Linked DNA regions of Sus scrofa: all the other regions are linked to region 2. Evidence: chromatin contacts called from public HiChIP or PLAC-seq data. All regions are on one chromosome and are shown on one strand. Each heading gives the region's core, a stretch centred on a gene start, on an enhancer-like site or on the middle of the called end of the contact. The rest is flanking DNA. Distances are from core to core; before and after follow the strand shown. Region 1 has its middle 85 kb from the start of TMEM164. Region 2 holds the start of TMEM164 (transmembrane protein 164). Region 3 has its middle 110 kb from the start of TMEM164.

What was found. HiChIP or PLAC-seq counts read pairs in DNA pulled down with a chosen protein or histone mark.
Region 1: an H3K27ac HiChIP or PLAC-seq map of skeletal muscle shows a contact between it and region 2. The contact joins the enhancer-like site here to the promoter of TMEM164 in region 2. A contact is called at or near these places in 1 of 5 promoter capture datasets (liver), 5 of 47 Hi-C or Micro-C datasets (embryonic fibroblasts, epiblast stem cells, fetal heart ventricle and 2 more) and 2 of 2 datasets of contacts at active chromatin or transcription factors (alveolar macrophages and skeletal muscle).
Region 3: an H3K27ac HiChIP or PLAC-seq map of alveolar macrophages shows a contact between it and region 2. The contact joins the enhancer-like site here to the promoter of TMEM164 in region 2. A contact is called at or near these places in 5 of 47 Hi-C or Micro-C datasets (embryonic fibroblasts, epiblast stem cells, fetal heart ventricle and 2 more) and 1 of 2 datasets of contacts at active chromatin or transcription factors (alveolar macrophages).

What each region holds. Positions count from the first base shown.
Region 1 is chrX:90,018,568-90,021,790 of Sscrofa11.1, reverse strand. No RefSeq gene overlaps it. Among named protein-coding and RNA genes, the nearest start is that of TMEM164, 85 kb to the left of the region's middle. Within about 2 kb of position 1,455, at least 7 of the 83 cell types and tissues checked have an H3K27ac peak or open chromatin away from gene starts, as enhancers often do. A contact at or near this core is called in skeletal muscle, where this site is marked.
Region 2 is chrX:90,103,703-90,106,851 of Sscrofa11.1, reverse strand. It overlaps TMEM164 (transmembrane protein 164), which reads right to left and starts at 1,559. Exons shown (of 6, transcript XM_021080004.1): 1 at 1,439-1,559. The coding sequence starts at 1,486.
Region 3 is chrX:89,995,147-89,998,493 of Sscrofa11.1, reverse strand. No RefSeq gene overlaps it. Among named protein-coding and RNA genes, the nearest start is that of TMEM164, 110 kb to the left of the region's middle. Within about 2 kb of position 1,358, at least 6 of the 83 cell types and tissues checked have an H3K27ac peak or open chromatin away from gene starts, as enhancers often do. A contact at or near this core is called in alveolar macrophages, where this site is marked.

The DNA of each region.
Region 1 (3,223 bases), core at 206-2,705, 85 kb after region 2:
GCCGGAGGGGAATAGTGTGGGCCCTGGGAGGACTGGCTTCAATATAACATAAAGTAGGTAATAAGTATTTCTGCCCTTCCTGTCACTCTCATGGAAATGTAAGCTGCCAAGGCTGAGGGAAGGTGGGTGTTAAGTGCTCATCTGACTAATCTGTAAATCAGCATGATGCAGCCTGTGCCCAGGTAGTAGGAGGCAAGTTGGAGGCAAGAGCCCCTCCCTGAACAGTGTTGTACAAGTGGAGGTGGTGGGGGGAGCTGTGGGACTCCCCAAGAGGCACAGGGGACATGGCCAGAGGTGGAGGTCAGTGAGAGGGGAAGAGCTGGAGTCAGATATTAAGGCAGGCATCATCCTTCCCCTGACTTTTCCTTCCCTTCCTCCCACCTGCATCCGCTCACCTCTTTTTTCCCACTGCCTCCCCATTTGCCAGGCAGACGGCACAGACCTCTGCTTGGTGCTCCCGAAACACCAAAATAACAATCCCCTCCCCAACTCTGGCCACTCTGCTCCCCATGTGTTCAAAACTGCCTTTTCCCTGAACTGCCAAGCCCATTCTTTCCTTTCTTTCTTCCCCCCCTTTTTTTTTCTTTTTTCTGGCTTATCTAGGGCTGCACCTGCAGCATATGGAGGTTCCCAGGCTAGGGGTCTATTTGGAGCTGTAGACGCCAGCCTACGCCACAGCCATAGCAACGCGGGATCCGAGCCGCATCTGCGACCTACACTACAGCTCACGGCAACGCCGGATCCTTACCCCACTGAGTGAAGCCAGGGATCGAACCCACAACCTCATGATTCTTAGTTGGATTCGTTAACCACTGAGCCACGACGGGAACTCCCTTTCTTTCTTTTTAAGGCTGCACCCTTGGCATATGGAAGTTCCCAGGCTAGGGGTTGAATCAGAGCTGCAGCTGCCGGCCTACGCCACAGCTCAGGGCAACGCCAGATCCTTAACCCACGAAGTGAGGCCAGGGATTCGAACCCGTGTCCTTAAGGTTGCTAGTCAGATTGCTAGTCAGATTCTTAACCCGCTGAGCCACAATAGGAACTCCCTGAGCCCTTTTTTTTTTTTTTTTTTTTTGTCTTTTTGCTATTTCTTTGGGCCGCTCCCGCGGCATATGGAGGTTCCCAGGCTAGGGGTCGAATCAGAGCTGTAGCCACTGGCCTACGCCAGAGCCACAGCCACGCGGGATCCGAGCCACATCTGCAACCTACACCACAGCTCACGGCAACGCCGGATGGTTAACCCACTGAGCAAGGGCAGGGACCGAACCCGCAACCTCATGGTTCCTAGTCGGATTCGTTAACCACTGCGCCACGACGGGAACTCCATTCTAATTGAAGCCCTGAAAGCAGAGCCAGGTCAGAGAAGCAAGAAGGCTGCCTGCGAGCAAGGGCCAAGAGGCAATGGGAGCAGGAGAGTCCTGGAATCCAGCTGGTGTCTGGAGAAGCAGGGCGGGGAGTGGTGGATGGGCTAGTCTGGGCAGCTGCCTGGCTGCTGGATCCAACCCGACTTTCCACAGACCACACAGAGCTCCAGGGAGTGGGGGAGGGGATGCTGCTAGTAAACGCCAGGCTTGCAGAAGGGGGATGGCGAAGGGGCAGTGCAGAGTGTGCCGGAACGGAAAAAACCAACAGAAAGCCCTCTCCCTAGGGGAGCTACCCATTGCTGTGTCTCTTGACTCTGCTTTCCAACAGGGGCACTGTCTGCCTGGCATATGATGTTGCAAGGATCAAAAAATAGCCTCTGGTAACTGCAAGAGGATCTGTTTATAGAGCTCCAGCCCTCACACCACCTGTGAATTCCATGCAGCTAAGCCATCTTTTCGAAAGAACGAATTCGTTCTTTCTCTGCGGGGCTTGCTGGCCACAAGAGGCGGACACTTTCCAGCACTCCCATCCCTCCTCCACCTGCAGGACCACCAGCGCCTCTCACCCCGGGCGTGCCCTCATGCTCCTCCAGCACTGCTTCTTGGCCTCCTCTCAGCAGAGTGGACTTAGTCTCTGTCCCATTCTCTCCGTCGCTTTCGCCCTTTTGCTAAGTAACCCGAACAGTGGTGGCAATCCAAAATCCCTGCCCAAGTCCTGCTGCTGCAGACCTGCTCCCCTTCAGGTTCCTGGAAACCCACATAACGGGGTGCCCCTCCCACGTTAACACGTTTTCATTTTGAAAGGGGAACCCTAGGTTCTTTAACCGCAAAAGTGACTGATAGTGTGAATTTCGGACAGGCCAGAAAGCTATTTTTGAGGCATAGGGGCTTTCTGTTGGCAACCTGTCTCGCTGATCAGTGCTGGCAGCCACAAGCCCTGCCTATGTCTAAGAGCGGCTTGCGCCCTTGGTGTAGGGGTCAGAGATGGGGACAAAGACCTAGTGACTACAGGAGCCAGGTAAGTAAGTGAAATCAATCTAGTGGGTGTGGTGCACTAGTCTTTGCAGCCAACTAGAGAGCACATAGCCATCTGAATTATGAAATAGGGAGACAGGAGGGAAGGGGCAGGGCACGACCTTTAAAAGAATGACAGTGCTGTTGAGAACACGACATCAACTGCTTAGAATTGATTACGCCCAAGATGGCAGAAGATTCAACTTCCAGGAGACCTTGAGCTCACATGTTGTGCACTCAGGGTAGCACATTAGCTAAATGACAGGCCCGCAGGCCTCATCACAGTTCCAAGGCGGACCATAAAAGGGCAAAAAGTGGCCGGTGGCCTGATTCTGAGGAATCCCCGCCCCTTCCCTGAAACAGCCTATGAAACTACCCAGCCCATTAAAAACTCACCAGCCCCAAATTTCAAATGTCAAGCCTCTCACTTGCCTATGGAGTACGTCTCTCTCTCTCAGTAAATCTACGTCTTACCCGTCACTTTGCTTCTCGCTGAATTCCTTCCACGCTGAAATGGAACCAACCGAGCTTCATTAAGTCCAGATCCCAGGTGTGCGGTTTTGGCTGGGAGACTGGGTTCGAGGCCCCTCCCAAGCCAGAGAGTGTGGGTTCGAGTCCCCTCCCAAGCCAGAGAGTGTGGGTTCGAGTCCCACGTGAGGTGCGACTGGATTGAGTCCCCGTCTGAGGGATTCGGTTTCACTAACAGTGCAAAGGGAGATAATAAACTGCAAATGGCAGCCTGCCTCCATTCCGGGCCGAGAAGATGAAAGTCCTGGGTCAGAGGTGAATTAGAGAAGCGCGCATGCTCTATGCACTGGAGTGGCTCCTCGGCTCCAGCCCTGCGT
Region 2 (3,149 bases), core at 310-2,809:
GGAGAGGAAAAAAAAAAAAGGTCTCAAAGAGGCAATTGCATCGGGAATTACGAAGCGGGGAGGGGTAACTAGCGAGGGAGGAAAAGGGGAACAGGGGCAGTGGCGAAGCAAGCAGGGAGGGGTCAGGGGAAGTCGGAGGCCGGGAGGGTCAGAGCGAGGGCCGAGGGGACCCAGCAGCGCGGCGGGAGCGAACCGGGGGGCGACGGCGAAGGGACACGCGGAGGCCAGGAGGGGAGCTGGCGGGGCAGGGCAGGCGGGGAGGGCGACAGGGCTGGCGGGGGCGCCGGACTCCTCGTCTCACGCACTCGCCACAGGGGATCGCTTACTCCTGCAACCGCGTGGCCGTCTCTGCCCCCAGCGAGCAACTTCGCCGCCGACCGGCCCCTCCGAGCCAATTTAGAGCCGTCCCGGTCCAGCCTCCCGCCCCCGGGTACACCCCCGAGCCCCCAGCTCCACCCCCGGCCCCAGACGCCCGCCCTCCAGGCAGCACCTCCCCCAGCCCGCGGCCCGCCCGGGACCTGCCCCCTCGCGCGGGCAGCGGCGGGAGGAAGCGGGGAGGGAGGGAGGGAAGGCGGGCGGGAGGCCGGGCCAGCCGGGGGCTGGGCTCCGGCCGGCCCGCTCCCTCCGCCCCGGCGCCGCACCTCCCGCGCCTCCCGCCCGGCCCCGGGGACGGGCCGCCGCGCCCCTCGGGGCTCCACTCACCGGCAGCTCGGCCCGCGGCCCCGGCTCGGGCGCCCACTCGGCTCCCCGCGCTCCCCGCGCCCCGGCTCTCGGCTCCCCCGGCGGCCGCAGCGGCCGCCGCACTCGGCTCCTCCTCCCGGTCTTCCTCCCCTGCAGCAGCCGCGCTCGCTTCCTCCTTCTTCCCCTCCCTCTCTCCTCCCCCTCGCCGCCGCCACCGCCTCCCCGCTCCCGTCCGGCTTGGCCCCGGGCCCCCTCGCGCCCTCGAGCCGCGGCCACCCCGCCGCGCCTCCTCCCCCCTCTCCGGCCTCCCCCCCACATTCGCTCCCACCCTTCACACCTCCCACCCTCCCTCTTTTCTCCGCTCCCTCCCCTCCCTCCCCCGGGCTCAGTCCCCGCCTCCTTCCCCTCCTCCCCGGCCTGCCTCGCGTTCTGCACTTGCCGAGCCAGCACGCGTGCACGGCCACCTTCCTGCACCATGGTCTACGGAATTCGCCTCCTCCGCGAAGCCGTTTTGACCGACTCCACCTCCTATGACCCGGTTCCCCAGGACACATCTTTGTACGCCCTGCACCTAGTAGGCGCTTAGCCGGCCCTCGCCAAGTTCTTGGGGAATGGACGAGCCGTTGCTAGTGATGAGCGGCTGGGCAGGCTTGGCTTTGGGAGGTTTGTTGGGTGGGATCTTCTACTCCTCGCCTCTCCTCCGGTCCACTCGGAAAACAGCCGACTTGGGCAGGGCCAGGAAGGCATCTTCTCTCACCTTTCTAGACACAGCCGTACCCTCCACTCCAGTCCTAGGACGAGGCATCTTACTTTGCTAGGCTCTTCCCCTTCCAGCTCTGCTCCGGTGTTTCTCCCTCTAACCTCCGCCTGCCACACCTTCCTGCTCAACCGTACTGGAGCTGAAGGAAAAGAAGCTTCCCCTGACCTCTTTCCCTGCCCCCCTCCCTGCAACGGAGCAGCTGTTTCCCAACCTGCACTTGGCCAAGAGTCCTGCCTCTGAAAGGCCGGCCAGGACAGTGTGGGTGGGGGCCAAGAATTGGATAAGGGCTGCTGATTGAAACAGGGCCCCCCTTCCCTGCTGCCTTTTACCCGTAGACTGTGGTTTACTTTTCTTTGGGCAGGAAACAGGAAAAAGACCTTTATAGAATCGACCTCGTGTTGATTTAATATTTATTGAAGACTCACAAAGAATTAGGAGAATATCCAGAAAAACATGGTTAGGCACCTTGCCTGGGAAACACTTTCTGGTATTGGCTGCAAGCCAGACTCAAAACATAAAATACAGTCTAATGTGTTATCAGGCTATTGTCCTCCCATCCTTTACAAGTGTGGTTTTCCCCACAAGTAGAGCTGCAGAGCCAGGTAGCCTTGTCTAATTCCAAGCTTTGTACAGCATCTACCATAGGCCTGATGCTCTTCAAACGCTAATTAATAAAGAACAAGGACAAACAAGACTGATTCAGCGGCAGAGTCCTGTCGTGGCTCAGCAGAAATGAATTCCGCTAGGAACCATGAGGTTGCGGGTTCGATCCCTGGCCTTGCTCAGTGGATTAAGGATCCTGCATTGCCGAGAGCTGTGGTGTAGGCCGAAGATGCAGCTCGGATCTGGCATGGCTGTGGCGTAGGCCGGCAGCTGTAGCTCCAATTCGACCCCTAGCCTGGGAATCTCCATGTGCCATGGATGCAGCCCTAAAAAAAAAAAAAAAAAAAAAAAAATTGGTTTAGCAGCTCACTCCACTGAATTCATTTTTCATAGGTGTTTTGTTAAATCCTCTGCAGCGTAACATTAAGGATAATAAAGCTGTGGAGCTCCTGGCATTGACTGCAGCCTGAGATCTTAGGTTCCTCTCTTCAAGGAAGGAGCAATGAGGTTATAACTCAGTAAAAGGCTTCCTTACCGCTGAACTTCCCTTGGGATTTTGGCCTGGAGGGTCCTGTGTTTGCAAAATGACCCTCTTTAGTAACTGGAGCCAGGCCAACTTCCTCACCTGAGGCACAAAATCCTCTCTTCCAAAAGTAGAATAAGCCAAGTGTTGAACCACCCAGGATTCAATTCCTCTTACTTCCCAGTTGGGCAACTGACCTCTTTGGGGCCTCAGTTTCCATCTATCAGCTGAAGGGTCGTCAGTTATCTAGTATCTGATTCCTAGGATTATGCACATTTAAATGAGTTGAATTAGGTAGCACACTCTGCAGTGTCTGGTGCATAAAAAGTGCTCAATAAATGCTCCCCGTTCTCCTCATCCAGTTCCACATCGGTGCAGGCAAGCCCGCACACGTGCAAACACTCTCACATTCAGTGCCTTCCCCCACATCTGCATAAACAAGCCTACCCAGGCTTCGGAGCCCACGTGAAATTGCACTCTCCGCAACCCCCACCCCCAGCTCCCAAGAGCTCTCTCCCTCCTCTGAACCTCAACAGCCGTTATTGCCTGCACTACTCATTTTATTCTGAATCACATACTGCC
Region 3 (3,347 bases), core at 109-2,608, 110 kb after region 2:
ATCTGAGGTGGTGGCCCCAATGGTGGCGAGCGGAGAGTATAAGCAGTGCTTCTGAGTGGGGACTAGGTGGTCTCTGGCATCTCCAGCCTTAGGGAGCAGGTCAGCTCTGTCTAAGGGGATGGGCAGAAGGTGAGTGTGTGAGGCTGTGGGGAAACTAAGAGAATTTGAGAGCGCTTGCCGACATCCAGATGGGGGGACCTGGCCAAAATGGGGGGTGGAAGCAGGAGCCAACCTGTTGAGTCAATCTGGTCATAGAGAACTAAGGTGGGTGCCAATAAGATTGCTGCAGTGGAGCTGAAAGAGGCAAATAAGAACTCAGGTTGCACTTCCCATTGTGGCTCAGAGGGTAAAGAACCTAGTGTCCCTGAGGATGAGGGTTTGATGCCTGGCCCTGCTCAGCAGATTAAGGATCTGGCGTTGCCACAAGCTGCAGCATGGGTCACAGATGTGGCTCGGGTCCCGCGTTGCTGTGACTGTGGTGTAGACCGGCAGCTGCAGCTCCAATGCAGCCCTTAGCCTGGGAACCTCCATATGCCACGGGTACAGCTCTAAAAAAAGAGAAAAAAAGAAAAAGAAAGAAAGGGAGCATCCAGTACCCCAGCTGGGCTGTTAACACTTATATTCCAATGGACAGACTAAGCCTAGTTAATGGGACCAGGGTGGGGTGAATAACAACGCGTCCTGTACTTTCCCTCCAGGCTGTAATAGGACTCTCTGTCCTGTGTGGAGGGGGTAGCGGACTTGCTCTGCCTTGTGCCCTGACAAGATGTTCTGCACGTTCTACCCCCCAGGATAAATGTCCATGGGTGGGTAGCCTGGCACTCCGAATTGTTCTTATTAAGAACGTGTGTAGGAGTTCCCGTTGTGGCTCAGTGGTTAACGAATCCGACCAGGAACCATGAGGTTGCGGGTTCGATCCCTGGCCTTGCTCAGTGGGTTAAGGATCTGGTGTTGCTGTGAGCTGTGGTGTAGGTCACAGTCGCATCTCGGATCCTGCGTTGCTGTGACTCTGGTGTCGGCCGGTGGCTATAGCCCCGATTCGACCCCTAGCCTGGGAACCTCTCTATGCCACGGGAGCGGCCCTAGAAAAGTCAAAAAGACAAAAAAAAGACCAAAAAAAAAAAAAAAAAAAAAAAGAACGTGTGTAATGGGCTTCAAACCATGAAGACACAAAGGTTTTCTCTGGCTGTGCAGCCTCTGATGAGGTCTGACTTTCCAATAAAGGGCAGCAGCCGCTGGTCATATTTCTCCATCCTGGAAATTCTAGTGACAGTTTTAGGGAAATTTAGGGTGTGGAGGTTGTGGTCCAGGAAGTGAGAAGGAGGGTGGATTTCCTGTTGTGTCACCCCCTCTTACAGCATCATGGTGTATCTGGGGACTTGGCTAGCATTGAGTATTTCTTTGCTCCATTGATTGCAGCGCAAAGCTATAGCGGGTCCAAAGAGGATGAAGGGGACTTGGGCTTCCTTTCCAAAGAAACTTGGGTAAAAGAGTGATCTGCTTCTGCAGGAAGAGTAGCTCCCAAGATTGCTTGTGGTGTGGGTTTGTTTTCCCTCGGTGTGTGAAAACACTGGCTTTATCTATGTTTACTGCCCTCCACCCACCGAAAACGTTCTATCTCAATATGAACTCGTCTTCCTTCCCCTTTCCAAGGAGGCTCTTCTCAAGTTCCCCTCTCAGCAGCTGTCTCACTTCCTTTTAGATGTTCCCACCCAGCAGTGGCCACATTGCACTTTGATGAAAGAAAGAATGGGTAACCTTAACTGACCTCCTCATTGGGGCTCAAAGCTGCCTGGGCCCCCTCCCCCACCAAGGTCAATCAGCAATGTCACCAGGACCTATGTGTCTGCAACTGATGGGAACCCTTGGAGAGAGACTTGCCCAGAACATGGTTCCCTTTTGCACCTGAGAACCCTGACGAGTCTCAACCCCTTGCTGATGACATGACGATGAGCAAGAAGCAGATGTGGTATTTGAACAGAGGTCTTTTGATCAAAAATCTAGGGCTTGTTCTGTGACACTGGAGGCTTTATGAACAAGAGGCACTCAATTAATATTCCTTGAGAGGCAGTATATATAACGCAGTGGTTAAGATCCCCGCTTCTGACAACTGTTTTTATCCTAATGTGTGATAAAATGTACACAATATAAAATTTGCTATTTTAGGGAGTTCCCGTTGTGGCTCAGCGGTGACGAACCTGACTAGTATCCATGAGGACGCGGGTTCTATCCCTGGCTTTACTCAGTGGGTTAAGGATCCAGCTTTGCGGTGAGCTGTGGTGTTGGTCACAGACGTGGCTCGGATCTGGGGTTGCTGTGGCTGTGGGGTAGGCTGGCAGCTGCAGCTCACAATGGACCCCTAGCCTGGGAACTTCCATATGCTGTGGGTGTGGCCCTAAAAGGTTAAAAAAAAATTTGCTATTTTAACCATTTGCAAGTATACAATTCAGTGACATTAAGCATATTTGCAATGCTGTGCAACAATCATGAGGAGCCATTTCCAGAACTTTTCCACCATCCCAGCAGGATCTCTGTACTGCCAACTGGTTTCGAACTTAGGTTCTGCCACTTGGCAACTGTACAAGTTGGTAAACTTGTACCAATTCCTCAGGTGACGTCAATTTCCTCATCTATAAGATGAGGGTAATAATAACGCTTCTTCAAAGTACTGTCGTGTGTGTGTTCGTGTGTGTGTGTGTGTGTAAGACAAATACACATCGTAGTCATCATTGAGATGAATTGGTAATGTCGCTTGAATGGTTAATTCATTCATGTTTATTTCATATTTCTTAGTGGCTTGAGCCACCAGGCGGCAGGGCTAAGACTCAGACTCAAGTTAGCTTGACTTCAGGGCTTCTGTCTCTACTGCTCGTACTGTGAGGATTAACCGAGATAAGGCGGGTTCAGTGCCTGCCACGTCGCAGTGCCTCAACCAGCGGCAGCTATTTTATTGTTATCAGTATTATCTTTACTGTTAATCAAACGGAGATCGAAACTCATGCCTCCTTTACCTCTAAGGTGATGGAAATCTTCCAAACAGCAATAAAATTTTTTCTACCCTGGAGCAGAAGAAAGAGGCGGAGAGCCTCTTTGATATGTATGTACGACTAACCACATACGCCTGCCACCTAGCAACTGTCACCCTGGAGGATGCCCGTTTCCTGCTCCATTTGTCCTGCATGGCAGGCCCAGGGCCTGGAGCCTGGCAGGGTGGGCGGTGACAAGGACCAGCTGCCAACAGATGAAGGAGAATGAAGGGGGAATCCCGTTCAACCACTGCCTCCTGCAGCTGCTCTCGACTCTCCTTGCAGGATCCCCCAACCCCTCCCAACAGTACAGGGCGGTGG